Linked DNA regions of Mus musculus: region 2 is linked to region 1. The links are chromatin contacts, called in public promoter capture Hi-C maps. All regions are on one chromosome and are shown on one strand. Each heading gives the region's core, a stretch centred on a gene start, on an enhancer-like site or on the middle of the called end of the contact. The rest is flanking DNA. Distances are from core to core; before and after follow the strand shown. Region 1 holds the start of Nuak2 (NUAK family, SNF1-like kinase, 2). Region 2 overlaps Nfasc (neurofascin).

Region 1 (2,700 bases), core at 151-2,650:
CAGTCAGGTCTAGAACCCAGGTCTCCCATCCCTGAGCCTGCTCCTCTGACACATGCTTTTCATTGTCCTACTCTGCCTGGACAGACCCCAGGAACTGACAGACAGGGCGCACAGAGAGCAGACTGGTTGAGCCTTTTCTATTTTCACAGACTACTCAGAGTGGAGAGGCAAGCTGGCAGAAGATAGGGCACTAAACTAGCTATACAGTTTCCATGGACCGTCCGAACTTAGAGAAGGCTGATTCCCGGTGGATGGTCTCTGGCTACAGAGAGCTCCAAGACAAGGAGATACCAGTTATTCCCTCTGAAAAGATTCAAAGGGCAAACAGAAGTAGGAAAATGGGCAGAGAGTAGTTTTTTTTTTAATTTGATAATTGAGGACGTAGTCCTCTTTGATCCTCTGCCAAGTCCTAAAGATACAGCTAGAGATGAGGTCCTGCAGATGAGGGAGGGATGCCTGCCCGGAATAGCTAGAATTAGGGAAGTCCTCTTGTCCTGTACTCTTTCCCTATAGGCCAGTATCTGAATTCCAGGCTTTCTTGCCAGCTGTGTGGCAGAAGTAAACTCACTTTCTACATCGGAAAGGGGGGTCTGGACATAGCCTTCCAGGCCCCTTAAATGCAGCCAAATCTTATGCCCAACCTCCTGCTCTTTTGAAAAAAAAAAAAAATCCACTGGGAGGAAACCCTGGGACCAAGACACTCCTTACAGATTTAGGAGCTCGTGGATGTAAGTCCTTGGAATGTGATGTGCTTTTTTCACAATTTATGGAGATCCACAAGGCCACCACATCTTGAGGGAATCCACGCAACCCTACAAAGTAAGGATTTCCCAGGCCTGTTGGATTCCAGAATCCAATTAAGGTTGGTGGAATCCAAGCAGAGTGAACATGGAGTCAGGACAGCTCTCTACCAGTGCTTAGCTGGCGTCAGTCTCCAACCCATTCCATCTCCCTATTCACTTTCTCCTTTATGGACCTCAAGAAGTTATCAAAAGGCTTTTCAGATTTTGAGCTTGGAAGAAACAATTTACTGCATGTGGAGAAATACTTCGGGACTTTCTAGTGCCCTTAGATTGTCCCTTGCCAACCGAGAACACAGCACAATAGCACAAGGTTGGCGTCATTCAGAGACTAAAGCAATTCAGAGAGCCTTCAATCCTAAAGACTGGCACTTCGGTATTAATTCGGCTCTGCCTCCATTCTCGCATTCCTGGGCCTCGGGTCCAAGTGGGCGGGGCCCCATTCACACCTTTCCGCGCCTAGCCAAGGGGAGGAACGGGGCAGGAGAGGGTGAACCAATGCGAGAGGTTTTGGTCACGAGCCGCCGGCAAGTCGGCCAATGGGACGCAGGGGCGTGGTCAGGACATTCCCCCTCGAAACGTTTTATAGCAATTCGGAACGCGGGGCTTTCTAGCGTGCTCGGGTGCGGCTGTGACCTCTGAGCCCGCGGCTCAGCGCGCGCTGCTACTGCTGCCCGACCCACTCCACCTCGCGGTCCCCGCACCATGGAGTCGGTGGCCTTACTCCAGCGCCCGAGCCAGGCTCCCTCGGCCTCCGCCCTGGCCTCGGAGAGCGCCCGGCCGCTGGCGGACGGGCTCATCAAGTCGCCTAAACCTCTGATGAAGAAGCAGGCGGTGAAGCGGCACCATCACAAACACAACCTGCGGCACCGCTACGAGTTCCTGGAGACGCTGGGCAAGGGCACCTACGGGAAGGTGAAGAAGGCACGAGAGAGCTCGGGGCGTCTGGTGAGTGTCCCTCGCGGCTCCCGGCTCTCGGGAGCTCACAGCGCGTCCCTTGCGGTGTCCTCGGCTGCGTTGCCAGGCGCGCGCATTTTAGATGTGTCTGTCCGTGGTTTTCAGGACAGTGCTCATCTGTCCTGAACCTTAGCTTCACTAGATGCCTGTAGTTTGAGAAGACGGAGCTTAACTTGAATTTTGACGGGAACAAACGTCAACAGAGTAGAATGGAAGGAGGAAGTTGAAAGCACCAGTTCTTAGTAGATGGATGAGGTGTGGAGATCTTTAACTCTGACTTGACACTTTGGGGCCTTTCCAGCCGAAATGAAGCTAAGTTTGGTTGGGATAGGTTTTTATTCTGGGAAATGTAAAAGCAGGCCCAAATGTCAGGTCCACTCCCAGCACTCCAGCCACATCTTTGGATGTGAGGCCTTTGGGGAACTTGCCCTTTTGATTTACGCATGTGTAATCGTAATAATAATCCGTAACTCTGAGCAAGTTCCTCCATCTCTGTTTTCTGTTTCCCCTTCTGCAAAAATAGAGAGAACACAGCCTGTCTCACAAGCTGCTTGGAAAAAATAAGATATAAATGTGAATGCACTTGAGCCCTGATCACAGATCCTGTGTTGAGAATGAATACTCCTATCTGGAAACCTCCCCTTGGAAGGACAGCAAATTTACCAAAAGTTACACAACAATGTTTCTTCCACTCTAGTTCAGTGGGCCTGAGTATTAGCTGGCTACTTGTTTAAAATGTGCAGTCTCTCATTTTCCACCAAGGGAACTATTTTATAAAAGGTCTATAATTCACATTTTCGCAAGGCTCAGAGCAGGTGGTTTAGGGAGAACATTTGGCAGGTCCAGTGGATGCTGTTTGTAAGGGGGTGTGTATGTACAGCCATCATTTGCCCTATTGACTATGGGAATGGTCCCCTCCCCTAATTGTTTGCTTTTGCAGCCA
Region 2 (2,700 bases), core at 110-2,609, 270 kb after region 1:
AGTGTATTGACGGTGCATTTATGCATTATCTATCTGCCATGTGACTGAGTCTGCAGGGCTGGGGAAGTGATAAAAGATTTTCTGATTTTCACTTCAAAGAAGTGTTTTTCCCCTACTGCAATCCTGTCAGGTTGCCCCAGGTGAACACAGTGTGTGTCAAGACACAGTGTGTGTCAAGAGAAGGGCCGAGAAAGGCAGCCTGCTGCCTAAGAGGGAGGGGGACAGGCTGCTTCTCTGCTCCATGGTCCATTTTGACCATCTTTATCCTCAGTCCGGGACTCTATACAATAGCATTTGCATCTACATTAAACGGTCTGACCCCCAAGGTAATACTGAGTCAGATCTGATGCCCTCAAAGGCAGTGAGGTTCAGGGTGCTCTTAGGAAAGGCCAAGTAGCTGTGGCAGTGACTGAGATGCTTGTCAAGCAAGCCTGTCAAACCGAGTTAGGATCCCCAAACCCAAACAGAAGCTGAATACAGAAACACAAGGGTCCGTCACTATAGACCAGGAGACCTGAGGCTGAAAGAATACGAATGTGAAGCTTGTAGGCCCTGTGTGTACAGCAGCAAACCACAAGAGACTGTCTCAAATAAGATGGAAAGCCAGCATCAACACTTAAGGCTGTTTCCTCTGATTGTCATGTATGTATCTATATTCATACACGCTAACGTGCATACACACACACACATTATATACACAGAGAAAAGAAAAACCCAAGCAGTGGGAGACCAAGATGATTCTGAGGTGGGGACCATACGGACAGGCCAGAACGATGACTGCTAAAGAACTGTGGTGTTCAAAGGGGAGGGGCCCAGAAGGTGAACTCTGGGGGGCTGGGAAGTTCAAAGGGAGGCCATGATCAGCACGCGCTGTTCCACCAGCTCCTGGCACATAAGAGCTAGGGAGCAGCACCCAAATCTAGAAAATGACACAAAGGATACCCTGCAAAAGGAGAAGTTATGAGACATTTTATGTGATGGTAGAAGACAAGACGAAGATGAAATTTCATTTAAAAGATTCCCTGGAAGCCAAGATACTTTCCGGTTGTCCCTAAACTCCCCATAAGACTGGGGCTGAGGCCAGGCCCTCTGTGGCTTCAGACAAGGCCTACACCTGGGCAGTGAGTCACGGGGTCACGGGGTCAGTCCTGCCTGCGGTAAGAATGATGTTTCTAGGTCAGGAACTGCCAGGGCGCAAGGTTCCACTGTTTCTGGATTCTTGGCTCAACTCTATGAATTGAAGCACTTTAAAGATTCAAAAAGCCATCCTCCGGTGAAAATCGCTCACTGTGCCCTAGAGGACAGTGACCCCCAAGCCGCTGACGGCAGCCTCGCCTGGGCTGACTTTGCCCCTAACCTCCATGTTTACACTCCAGTACTCCGCCTCTCAAGCAAATCAGGCTTTCCGCGGGCTGAGGGGCTCGGCTGTGACTCACCTGCCTCTGCCTACAGCTCACGTGACACCACAGAACTGAGCAACCGCTAACAGGACTGTCCAGCTTCCACCTGCATTCAGAGGCTAACAGGCAGGTGGGTGGGAGGCAGTGAGGCTGGGAGGTGGGAGGGACTTGCCCAAGAAGCAAAAGCCATGGAGGCTGGGGGTGGGGGTGGGGCGTCGAATGATTCTCCAGGAATGGGAGCATTCTGGATACTTCCTGGAAGTCTTTCCTGCTGCTTCAGGCTATTTTTATAGCTGCCTCCTGGGTGCCGGAAGTTAGGGACCCCCTACTCTTGTGATAATACAAGGTTGATGCTTGGGATTCAGAAATGGTTGGATTCTCCAAGGATCTTTTCATGCTCAAGGAGCAGAGCTGTGGAGCCCAGGGGCCCTAAAGCCATCCCTAGAACTCTGGCAGTTCCTCCTCCAAGGAGGAGTGCTTTAGGAGTGATAGAAAAGCGATGGAGCATCGTTAGGCCTGGGAACACCATCTCCTGCACGCTCTAACTATTAAAAAGAAATACCTGCAAGGAGTCCCTTGGGACTGGGGTGCAAGGAAGGGGCAGGGGTTCCAGACACATTGCCGCATGGTACAGCAGCCACTCCCTGCTCCTCCTCCTCCTCCTGGTCTTTGTCCCTAGAGGTGGACAGACGTGGTGTAGCCAGCAACTGGCCAGGCACACAGCCATTAGAACCTTCCCCTCTCACCACTTCTCTTCTTGAGTACCCATCCCTGGCTGGCTACTTGGCATATGCTTGGGATGCTCTCTGAGAAGCCCAGAGCCCTGTGGAAGATCTGATTAGCATTAAGGAGTCCTGGGTGGTGAGTGACCACCTGTGTGTGCTCAGGACAGGGTCTTTGGGCCTGGTTTGCAATGTAAAACATGGCAGGGCTGGGTTGGTAATTGCCACTCCAAAGCCCATTGCTCAGCCAGGGAAATCTGGGTTTGTCTGGAGAAGCTGGGAGGTGGACTCAGAAGGGGTCAGGAGCATGGGCAGTGCACAATACCGGTTTCGTGAATCTTAGTCCCAGCAGTGGTAGTGGGAGGGCTCTCCGTAGTGGTGGTGGTGGTGGTGGCGGCAGTGGTTGTAGTAGTTGTGGCAATGGTGGTGGCGACGGTGGTAGGTACGACGGTTGGAATGATGGGAACTGTTGTGGCTTCACTGGTGGCAGCAAGGGCAGTAGCATCAGTACTGCTCACAAGGCCTGTGGTACCCACAGTAGTCGGGGGCAACGTGGGAGGAGCTAAGAGGGAAGTGTG

What was found. Promoter capture Hi-C pulls out the DNA fragments that hold promoters and counts their contacts.
Region 2: a contact with region 1 is called in a promoter capture Hi-C map of liver, with 4 times the contacts expected there. The contact joins the enhancer-like site here to the promoter of Nuak2 in region 1. A contact is called at or near these places in 4 of 39 promoter capture datasets (the 3T3-L1 cell line, liver and stem cell-derived epiblast-like cells), 8 of 484 Hi-C or Micro-C datasets (the Ba/F3 cell line, the G1E-ER4 cell line, the P5424 cell line and 3 more), 3 of 115 datasets of contacts at active chromatin or transcription factors (embryonic midbrain, epiblast stem cells and pancreatic cancer cells) and 1 of 9 other capture datasets (embryonic stem cells).

What each region holds. Positions count from the first base shown.
Region 1 is chr1:132,314,725-132,317,424 of GRCm38.p6, forward strand. It overlaps Nuak2 (NUAK family, SNF1-like kinase, 2), which reads left to right and starts at 1,401. Exons shown (of 7, transcript NM_028778.4): 1 at 1,401-1,748. The coding sequence starts at 1,506.
Region 2 is chr1:132,585,627-132,588,326 of GRCm38.p6, forward strand. Nfasc (neurofascin) reads right to left here. Exons shown (of 30, transcript NM_182716.4): 25 at 2,448-2,684. Among named protein-coding and RNA genes, the nearest start is that of Gm51646, 39 kb to the left of the region's middle. Within about 2 kb of position 1,360, at least 27 of the 459 cell types and tissues checked have an H3K27ac peak or open chromatin away from gene starts, as enhancers often do. A contact at or near this core is called in liver, where this site is marked.